2 separate regions of the Danio rerio genome follow, and region 1 is linked to region 2. Evidence: chromatin contacts called from public Hi-C data. All regions are on one chromosome and are shown on one strand. Each heading gives the region's core, a stretch centred on a gene start, on an enhancer-like site or on the middle of the called end of the contact. The rest is flanking DNA. Distances are from core to core; before and after follow the strand shown. Region 1 overlaps prdm16 (PR domain containing 16). Region 2 holds the start of prdm16 (PR domain containing 16).

Region 1 (5,962 bases), core at 239-2,738, 280 kb before region 2:
TTAATACATAAGTGAATGGAATATTATTATTAATAATAACATTATTAATAATCATAATAAACAAGTAAATTGATAAATAATAATAATAATAATAATAATAATAATATACGTAAATAATAATACATATGTAAATAATAATAATAAAAATAATAATATTTAATAATATTAATACATAAGTAAATGGATAAATAATAATAATAATTATTAAAACAACAACAACAACAACAACAACAACAACAATAATCATAATAATACATTTATACATAAATATTAATAATAATAAAATAATAAATTATAATAATTTAAATGTATAATACATTTATATATATATAGTGAATTTGTATAATGATAATTATGCAATAATTTTAATTATTGCAATAATAAATAACAAATAATAATAATAAGTAAATAAATGAATAACAACAACAACAACAACAATAATAATAATACATATGTAAACAATAATAATAATAATGTTAAATAATAATAACAATAACAATATGTAATTAAATAATAATAATATTAATAAAAATAATAATAATAATAAAAATAATAATACATATGTAAACAATAATAATAACAATAACAATATGTATGTAAATAATAACAATAATAATAATAATAATAATAATAATAATAATAATAATAAATATTTTTATATATAGTACAATTCTATATAGACAGAAAATTGCGATCAAATCTTTACGACTGCATTAGTTATGCATATTCGTCTCATTTTACAAGATATAAAAATGTTTTTGTTATTATTAAAAACAAACAATATGTTTATACACACACACACACACACACACATACACACACACACACACACACACACACAGGGTTTCCCAAACAACATACTTATTTCCATTCTCCAGAAATTCTTTGTATTTTTTTCACATTTTTAAAAAAATTGCTGAGCATCACCATAGAGAGAAAAGAAGACGCGCATCTCCTGACACGAGTGCAGGCTGTGGAGTTGTCAGGCGGCTTCATTGAGATCAGAAAGTGTTGAATGGTAGCTAAGGGGGGCTAATTTGTAAGAGCCACATTCACTGTATCGTTTTCAGGGCGCAGCGGGGGAAAGCCAAACATTCAGCAGTTGTCTAAACAGATTTCGGAGCGTAACGCTGCTTAGACGTGCAACTTTTATCCAAAACATCCTCTTCTTTGTCTTTGTTCCAAACAAAGTCCGCTGGTCCACCATGGCTTGTTTGTTTTGGTATCTGGCTTACTACAAGTCCATTAAACATCCCAGATATGATATATCGCAGCACAAAACTGAATATGCCGGCGACAATTCATGCAACAGAACCAGAGAGAGGGATGGAGATGTACTTTGTTTACTCAACGCACTGCATATTTGGCTTTTTATGGCACATTGCTTTAGTATAGTGCTTTTTTATGCTGCAGAAGACGTAGTGGAGCAGTACCCATGACCAATCCAGCACACACACACTGGGCTTTGGCAATAGAGGGCGCCTGTGCACAGCAGGATTTCCTGAAGTGCAGCACACACACATATGCACTGACGCAGGCCAAAAAATCCACAGCATCACGTCCCAAACTCAATCATATTCACAAATAAACTTGGTATTCAGAACGTTCAGCTGAAGGGCCTACACTCTAAAAAAGGCACGGTTGCTTATTTTAATTTAATTTAATTTAATTCAATTTAATTTAATTTTGATTTTATTTTTATCTTAATTTTTATCTTTATTTTATTTTTCTTATTTTTTATTTAATTTAATTTAACTTACTTTTGATTTAATTTTGATTTTAATTTAATTAAATTCAGATTTTATTTTATTTTATTTTATTTTATTTTATTTAGATTGCTTTGATCTGAGCCAGAATTTTGAACTCCAGCAAGTAAACGAACCGGCAGACACAAAATGTCGCCTTTGACTATGGAGCTACGACTGCGCTGGCTGATTGTATCCCTGCTCACAGTATACTATATAGTTTGTATACATCACTTAGACAAACTATACATTAGAGCTGATTGGATTCTCGATCTTGATGTGACCCCCAAGACGATCTTAATCCAGCGTTTCTACGATTCTGCCAATCATATTTTCAAGGTCAGGAGAGAAGCGAAGGCGGCCGCACACGTCTTCCCATTGTTTTACATACATTGCTCAGCAACGTGGACACCTCCAAATAGTGTTAAAAGTGTCACAAACTGTATTTATAAGGTATAATTCATCCAAAAATTGTATTTCTGTCTTCATGTAATGATGTATTAGCGGCTCGAAACCACACGTGATGTGAACTGACCGTGAGCTGTTACCACAGAGAGGGCGGGCGCGCCTGTGAATGAAGTCTACTTTAGTGAACAGACTCACATAGGCTGTGAATAACAGGTAATAGAGTTGTAAATAACATTCAGTTTGAACAATCAATCGTTTTGGAGCCACGCAGGAAGTATGAACCACACATTATTGCTTCATGTTTAGACTGTAATATTATGTTTAAAGAATGTTACCACAAATAATACCACAGTAAAATATGACCTTTCCAACTATATTTAGTTAATCATGATTAGATTAGGATTTAATTGCAATTTAGTGAAGTAAACCTAAGCGTCCATAATCAGGATGGTGACAGATCTGCATTATTTAAGTGTAGTCAAAATATAAGATTGTCACAGGTATCTCAAACAACGTTTTAACACCACGTATACAAAAGGGGGGTGTTCTTGAGTTTTCATCCAGCCTCTTCTGTGACGTTTGCTTATACTGTTGTTGCTGCTTAACGCAAAATAAACTGTTGAGGGGGCTCGGGACTAGACTTCGCCTTCCCTGCCTTGCCTTATCATAATACACAAACGAATTGTAGCCTCCTGCGATTGTTTGAAACACAGCCACTTTTTTCTCAACAAGCAAGGAAACAGTGTTTTTTTTTTTTTAAACAATATGCGACTCGAGAGGAGAGGGGAGGGAGGTCCCAGCGCCTTTCACCACGTCTCCACAGCCACACAAACACAGCTTTCCTCCCGGTGAGACCAGAGGAAGCAGGAGAGAGAATGGCCTCAAGTGCTGTGAATGCGGAGATTCTTCAGTACATGTCAACCTGCTGGATCCTGACCCAAGATCAGCTGAAACAGATCCATGCAACACCTTCAATGCTTTATAAACATATAGTATGATTCATATGTGCTGTAATTAAAATGTTACTTATGTGATGTTGGACAACATGGAGGAAATAGATGGGACATTTTTTGAAGAGATACTGCCAAATATGGGAAAGTTCTCAATATCCTTAGCAAAATATTATTTTATGCTCATTGGCTAAAAACAAGGCATGCTAAATAATGTACAAATTTAAACACTATTGTTATTTTGTACACACAGTCTATCGGCTGATCAGGGGCATTGTTTAACTCTAGGGGCGCTCTGAAGAACCTGTACAATCCCTTTTCTTTCTGTTGGTGTGCTTTCACCTCCTGTATCTTCTTCTTGGCATGCATTTAGCTTTCTCGTCTGGTTTGTCCTTCACTCATGATTAATTGATTAGGCACAGACTAAAATGCTAAACAAACAAAATAAAAACAATGTTATTTAAATATACATTATTATAATGAATCTAATCTAATCTAATCTAATATAATATGACTTTTATCATTCTAACCAGTACCTGTGGATAGGGTAATTTGCACCCTATGCTTTATTGCATTACTTAACACAAAACATGCGAAATAAGATATATTTAATAAAATAGTGGGAAATATGTATAGTAATTACAAACATTACTTGCTAAAATCTAAAACTTATAATTTACAATAGTGTTATTATTCAAATTGCACCTTATTTAGAGTTTGTTGTGTTAATAAAAGCAAAAAATAAATAAATAAATAAATAAAAAATACTCAAAGATACAGTTGAAGTCAGAATTATTAGCCCCACTGTTTATTTTTTCCCTGTTTTTTGTTTAATGGAGAGCTGATTTTTTTTCCAACACATTTCTAAACATAATAGTTTTAATAACTCATCTCTAATAACTGATTTATTTTATCTTTGCCATGATGACAGTAAATAATATTTGACTAGATATTTTTCAAGCCACTTCTACACAGCTTAAAGTGACATTTAAAGGCTTAGGTTAACTAGGCAGGTTAGGGTAATTAGGCAAGTTATTGTACAACGATGGTTTGTTCTGTAGACTATCGAAAAAAATGGATTAAAGGGGCTAATCATTTTGTCCATAAAATGGTGTTTAAAAAATTAATAACTGCTTTTTTCCTAGCCAAAATAAAACAAATAAGACTTTTCTCCAGTGGAAAAAATATTATCAGACATGCTATGAAAATTTCCTTGCTCAGTTAGACATAATTTGAGAAATATTTAAAAAAGAAAAAAATCAAAGGGGGGTTAATGATTTTGACTTCAACTGTAACTACCACAGATCAGCATGCTTAATACTTTTTGAGTTTCTCTGCAGCAGAATTCCTCATAGTTGGGTAAACTTAGAGCGCAGTGAATGGGAGAGTACAACAAATAACTTTTTTACAATCCTATTTGCTGAATTAATAAAAAAACACACCACAATGGTGTTATAAAGACTTTCGGAAAAGGGGGGAAAATAGTGTGAGACTGATGAAGGCAGCCAGAGGAGAGAATAACGTCAAATTAACTCTAAGCCCCACAGACACTGCCTTACAAACAAGCGGTGATTTATTTATGATGCAAAGATTATATAATACATACATAAATGAATTTAATGTTCATACGTTTAAAAATAACAATAAATCGAAATATTAAACTTTCAAGGATGTAAGATTATGATGACCTTTAAACGTGTCTTGTGAAAAGGATCCATGAAGAATCATCTCTGACATGAAGCAATATGTAAAGCGTGTTAATTCCTCCCTCTGACACCCTCTGTTGAGCACTTCACGGCACTCATCTGAGGAATGGGACTCAATAGGCAGGTCATCCAGGATAACCCCCATATCCTGATTGCTCGTATAACCTGCCCTTCGCTACTAAACAAGGAAATGGAAGCCAAGTATGATCTCAAAGTTTCCTGACTGGTAAACAGCACAGATCGAGACCCTGCGTGAGGAGATTAGTTGGCTTTCGTTTTCACAGCATTCTAAAGACCAGTTCATTTTCGAGAATGTCACTTGTTCATAAAAAGAGTTTGTCTTAATGTTCGGTAAGATTTATTGAAGGTGCAGTTATTTGATCAACAACTTATTAAGATATTTTAAAAACATTTGATTTATTCCTGTAATCACATATTTGAAATTCCAGCAAGTATCCTAAATCATTTAAAAGTAATTTTAGTGTGTTGATTTGGTAATAAAACACTTCCGATAACAAATCAATGTTTAGCATAATAAAATAATAACCAGATGAAAATTTATTTGAAAAAATGCTATGTTGAAAATGATTTCAATAATAATAATAATAACAACAATAATAATAATAATGTTAACAATAATTATAATAATAGTAATAAAAATAATGTCTTAATAATAATACTGTTAATAATAATAATAATAATAATAGTAATAATTATGTTTTCATAATAATAATAATAATAATAATAATAATAATTATTATTATTATTATTATTATATTGTCTTCATAATAATAAAATTAAAAAATTAAAAGAATAAAATAATAATATTAATAATAACAATAATAAAAATAATAAAAATAATACAGTGTATCTTTACTGTGTAAGTCTAAGTTGATGCATCTCCTAAAGACAAAATGGAAATTTGCTGGGCACAATGAATATTTTAATCCTTTATATAAGAATTCTGTCCTCAATCAGGTGGAAATGATTCTGAATGATCCAACTCATTTTTTGTTCCCACAATATCAACTGCTTCCCTTTGGTTCCCTCTATGTCCCCTTTGATATAGAGTCCCTACGTTTAGGGTGAACCGATATAAGAAATACGTTGTACCAGTTTCAGGGGGTAAACTAGAGTTTATCTTAATTAGCAT
Region 2 (5,517 bases), core at 382-2,881:
TTTGCAATTAATATAGCCCAACTTTGAATGTAAATTAAATAAAGTCTTATATATATTGTTTGAACACTTAGGAGAGCTGTCGTGCAATTGACCTCCAACCCAAAACCGAATTAATCTTGACCAACAGCATAACAAGAAAAAAAGGACAGTCTGACCTTTTCTCGGAAGTAATCGCAATACACGTTTCATGTGCAACAGACATTTTAAAGTTAAAATATCGAGGCCCAGGTTTATGTCCCGAAACAAACTGAGGATGCACGGTAATTTGAATCAACAGGTCACCAGGCCTAACTACATTTGTTCAAAACACTTAAAATGTCTTAATATTTTAGTAAACATCTTAAATAATTTCGCTGAAACATTTGCGGTGAGCATCAAACCGCGCATTTTTGCTGTAACTCCACATATGACTTGCTCGGCTTTTCTTTAGTTAAGAAAAACATTTGGGTAAATTAAACAGATTAAACAAATGTTGTGTCATCACATAGCTCGCTATTTAATTCGTTAGAATTCTCAAAGAGCGTTTTAAATGTTTAATTATTATGTAGCGATTTGGCACATGTAATAAAGCCTTTTAGAATTAATTGCATAAGTAATAACTATGTTCAGATTGCACTGAAAGCTATAATCGCATGCAAAACTTCTCACAATTCCTCGGACACTCGGTAAGAAAACAGTTAGCTCCTAGACCATACCTAATGCTAACAAGTCGGAATACAAGCGAAAGCCAAACAAATAAACAAACAAACAAGCAAAGACATCACGCTAAATCCAGAGGAGATTTACACACTTTTCCTCGCCTCAGAAAGAGTCCACAAAATAGCTGAGTCTGTTTTCTTCGGTATGACACATCTATGCATTATTGATTCGCCATTTGCAGATGAAGCACACCGAACTGCGACAGAGCTCACAACACAAATATTCCTCCTAATTTAAAATAAACGTGAAATTTGTCCGTATTTGTTTAATATTCCTTCTTCTACATGGCATCCAGTGGGCAGGCTGAAAGCTCAGGAGATCTCCACGCTCGCTCTGTGCGTCCTGGGGTCCATGAGCAGTGCTAGAGCGCCCACTATTTCAACAAGCAGGAATATGATTTCACAAGACCTGGAACCACTCAATAAAAAAGTTACTATCCCTTTCGACAACTCTTCGCTAACTTTCGTGTAACAATTCTCTACGGTTTCTCGACTTCGCTAAAACAAGAGAGCGAAACAACGCGGCGTGGAAACGCTCTCCTGACCATTTCAGCCAAAGCACCATCACACAAACGAGAAACTTCTGAACAAGCACACTACGGCAGCATCTGGTCTAAAGGGTGGACGCGCGGATCACGGAGAGTTTGAGCGATTTCAATGCAACTGAGAGCTGGAAAACAAACGCACCGGACAAAGACGCGCTCTCAGCAGGAACTGATCAATGAAAATGACACTTTGGTGATGTGCGCAAGGGTTCAAAGTACCGTGCGGCCGCTCGGGAGCGAAAGAAGCGCAATAAGGACCTACTTTTGGCCAGTTTTCTCGCCCTCGCCTTGGATCTCATCTTGTCGGCTTGTAGATTCCTCGCGTCCTCCTTGAGCTCAGAAGCAGCAGCAGCGCTATCTTCATCTCACGAGCATTGTCAGTTTGGACACCTTCGCACATGCGCACAGGCCATTCAATCTGACACCCTCGTCAGGGCCAAAAAACTTTCCAATGTATTCATCATCATCACTTTTTGTCCTATCGTGTCTCCTTTAGATCACTTATCTCTTTCCCTCCTCCTCCACTCGCTCCGCAACATCTCGGATCGCCCCCCACCTCCCCTTCTTGAGCCCTCCAAGAGGAATAAGTGCTATTTTTCAGGGACCTGCGGAATCCGGTACCACACTGGACATTGAATCCTGGACGGGGTCAAGGTCGCAGCCCTCACGCGCAAGGTAATCACGAGCATTTCATGCACCCAATCAATACGCAACTATTTAAAGCATAAAAACTTTGTTATAATATGTGTAATTACGTTAAAAAATGCATAAAATGTAATTTACTGTTATTATTATTGTTATTAGTATTATTATTATTGATGTTTTATTTGAAAAAGAATATATACGAATGTCATCTGCGCATAACTCTAATATTGTATTTTATTGTAACAATCTTACCCTGACATTGATGTAAGAGTATTGTCGAGTGCCTTATATTTATATATCTGAAAACTATTAACATTATTAATTTAGGTGCGCTCCATAAATAGGTAAAAGGTGTGTTCAGTTTCAATGTTGCTATTGCCACCCGAGTCAGCGCGCGCTAGACTCAGACAGCCAGCAGCTCCCGCGTGCGTGCTTCTGTGTGTGTGTGTGTGTGTGTGTGTGCGTGCGTGTGTGTATATGTGTATGTGTGTGCGTGTGTGTGTGTGAGGAGAAAGAGCAGAAATACAGTATGAGTGCATGCGTGGGATCCGGGCGGAAAAGGTATGCATTTTAACTCTCTTTTGAAACAATGCACTTTCAGTCTTAGGTCTAGATTAGGTTATGTACCACGCTATACGTCGTTGAGGCTGTTTATGTGCAGGTAAACCCGGCAGAGTTTGACAAGGCAACCGATATTCATTTGTGTAAGTATACGTGATTCTGTTAAATTATTTTTTTGCACGTAAAACAAAGTATAGACTACTGTAAGCATTAGAACTGCAATCATGTTTGCATGTGCTCAATCAGTGTATTTTACCGGTCATCTTAAAGGCTGTATATGCGTGCTGTCAGAACCATGCTTCGGTAGTCCAATAGCAGGATCAACATCTGAAGTTATTTTCTGCAGTTGGCACGTAAAATCGGATATGTTGGACTTATTAAACGATACATGTCAGAATTTCGCCGACAGTTACTATCGGGAATAATATGGTTTTAGCATTTTGCGCTAACTTGGACATTAAAATTGCATTTGAATTATTTTAATTTTTTAAATATAATAAAACCTGATTTTTGGCGCTTTTGACACATTCTGTAATTATACATTAGGGCATTATTATTATTATTATCATTATTATTATTATTATTGCTATTATTATTATTATTATTAATAATAATAATAATATTGTTGGTTTTGTTTTATTGTTTTGTTTTTGGGAAGTCACATTAAACTGTATTATTTCTCTTTGTCATTAGAAGACCATTATTCTACAATAAACAGATCTCATTTTGTCATCAGATCCCGTGGGAGAATATGGGATCGAGCAGGTGTCTTTCAAGGCATTTAAAGCAGCTATTAACAGTAATGCATGTGCACTCACTTTGAGGGTCGCTGTCAGTCTTTTCCGTTGGTAATAATGTGTGAGCTTATCACTATATTGAAGATGATATTGAAGTCTGAGCCGCTGACAAATTAAAACCAATGCATATTATTGTTTATAAATACTGTAAAATTTGTTTAAAGCAATGATTATTATTATTTTTAATTATTTGTTTCAGACATGATAGATAATGATGTATATATACATAATAATGTAATAGGCCGTAAAAGGCGCGTAACCCAACACCACATTTTTAATTCATGCGTATTTTTCTTCTCTGAGAACTAAACAGTGGATTGCTGGCATTTTGTGCAAACAAACTCCACAACCTATTTCATTTATAAATGAAGTCACAATTTCGCATTTCATTTTGGCGAATTAAAAAAGGCTAAACTGATTATGAATGAAATAATTTTAAACATTTTCATATAAAATCCTGCCGTTTATTTTTCTTAAAGAAGTAATCTTAAGCTCCCCATTCTTAAATGACATTTACTGGTTTATTGATTGACTCCGTATTAAACGTTTTGTCAAGACATATCCGCTTGACACGAAACATATTGTTGATAAAATTCATGTGAATGAAATTATTTTACGTCTTCGGGAAACAATAAGACAGATGATAGCCCATTATATTCCCCATTATGCATAAATTATAATTTATGGAGGTTAAAACTATGACAATATTATTATTGTTATCATTCAGACAATTTTGCATAAAGCTAATTCAGCTGCTGATTTATCTTATAGCGCGCAGATTGTTTCAACTCCACAATAAAACAACATGCTGGTTTTTGTCCTTTCACTACACATTAATTCAAATGAAAATCTCTCACGCATCGGGCTTGACAATTTCTTTTCTTCATAAGGACCAACACCTTTGTAAAGGCGTTTAACTGTAATTACAGTTGTAAAGAAAAGTGTTGCTCCTCATCACAAGCTCATTGGGGAATAGTTTTCTGCGTCATTTAAGCGTCTGCCTTTTTACGAGCTCCTGGAAACGTGACGGCCATGTAACCACGCATTTGGACTATTTTCTTTCCAGATTGTTGCCATTTTCCTGTGGTTTAGCGCAGGAAGGGAGGGATGCTGGCCCAAACCCCGGAAGAGAGGTGTTCTGTAAACCAGGCCTCAGAACATCCACCTTGAGAACTGATGTCAGCAACATATATTGTATTTATTTATTTTATCAATAATTTAATAAAGAGGTTTGTCAGTTGGGTATATCAATCACTAGACTAAACAAATCCCTGTTATTTTATTTGTTTGAATATGTCTACAGTTGTAAGTAGGGTTTTATTAAGTGAAATAAAATACATACAGGCACCTATTGTCTCATTGTCATTGTGTTGGATTAAACACTTCAAAATGTTTATACAAACTTTAATGGTTTCATTAATGTTTAATACAAATAGGCCCTACGGAACTTATTATAATATTACTATCATTAATATTTAATGTTTTATTTGTATAGAACGACAGATTACAGTAACCCCGTTAAAATCCGAAACTGTCTAGTTTTGCCATTAATTTATTGGATTAAAAAAGTATAACTATTTAAAATGAAATAGATAGTTACATTAATATGCCAGGGAGAGGGAGGAAGGGAGAAAATTTTTATATATATATATATATATATATATATATATATATATATATATATATATATATATATATATATATATATATAATCTCCGATAAATGAAACCGATTAGATTATAGATGGATAAGATTGGGAGTGTCTGTTGTTATTGCTATATAGACTACGTTCGTCGAAAGCTAGTGAAACCAAATCTTTATTCATGGTAGGAAAGGGCTCGGCTTATGTGTTACGCACTGATAGGATCTCACCACACTCAATATGTGAAATGATATCCACCCAGCAGTGGCCCACAGTCAGAATACACGGGGAGAAAAAAAACACTTGTTGCGACAACTATGGCTACGCTCTGATCTTTACATGCTAATACAGTGGATGTAATGGCAAAGTAAACACAACTTCTTGATGACGGGGCTTCAGGCTAGTTCCCTCTCTTACCATTGCACACGAATTACCACACAAAGCGCGCGCGCGCGCTTGTGTGTGTGATGGAGAGAGAGCGAGGGAGGGAGAGTCAGAAAATTGGCAAAGGTACTATGGCTGTAGTAACAAAACATTGTCAAATAGGCAAAAGTGGTGGTTGCCGTAAACACTTCGAGTATAGAGAGGTGAGGCAGGGTAATTGAAAACAAATATGTGTCGAACACTTA

What was found. A called contact is a pair of places that touch in the nucleus more often than the background predicts.
Region 1: a contact with region 2 is called in a Hi-C map of fibroblasts, with 6 times the contacts expected there. The contact joins the enhancer-like site here to the promoter of prdm16 in region 2. A contact is called at or near these places in 4 of 18 Hi-C or Micro-C datasets (caudal fin, embryo, fibroblasts and 1 more) and 2 of 4 datasets of contacts at active chromatin or transcription factors (caudal fin and embryo).

Annotation. Positions count from the first base shown.
Region 1 is chr8:58,104,282-58,110,243 of GRCz12tu, reverse strand. The region is part of intron 3 of prdm16 (PR domain containing 16); the gene reads right to left. Among named protein-coding and RNA genes, the nearest start is that of nppal, 260 kb to the left of the region's middle. Within about 2 kb of position 1,488, at least 2 of the 62 cell types and tissues checked have an H3K27ac peak or open chromatin away from gene starts, as enhancers often do.
Region 2 is chr8:57,826,926-57,832,442 of GRCz12tu, reverse strand. prdm16 (PR domain containing 16) reads right to left here and starts at 1,631. Exons shown (of 16, transcript XM_073911182.1): 1 at 1,506-1,631. The coding sequence starts at 1,542. LOC108190986 (a long non-coding RNA gene) reads left to right here and starts at 1,866. Exons shown (of 2, transcript XR_012384762.1): 1 at 1,866-2,592; 2 at 4,313-4,593.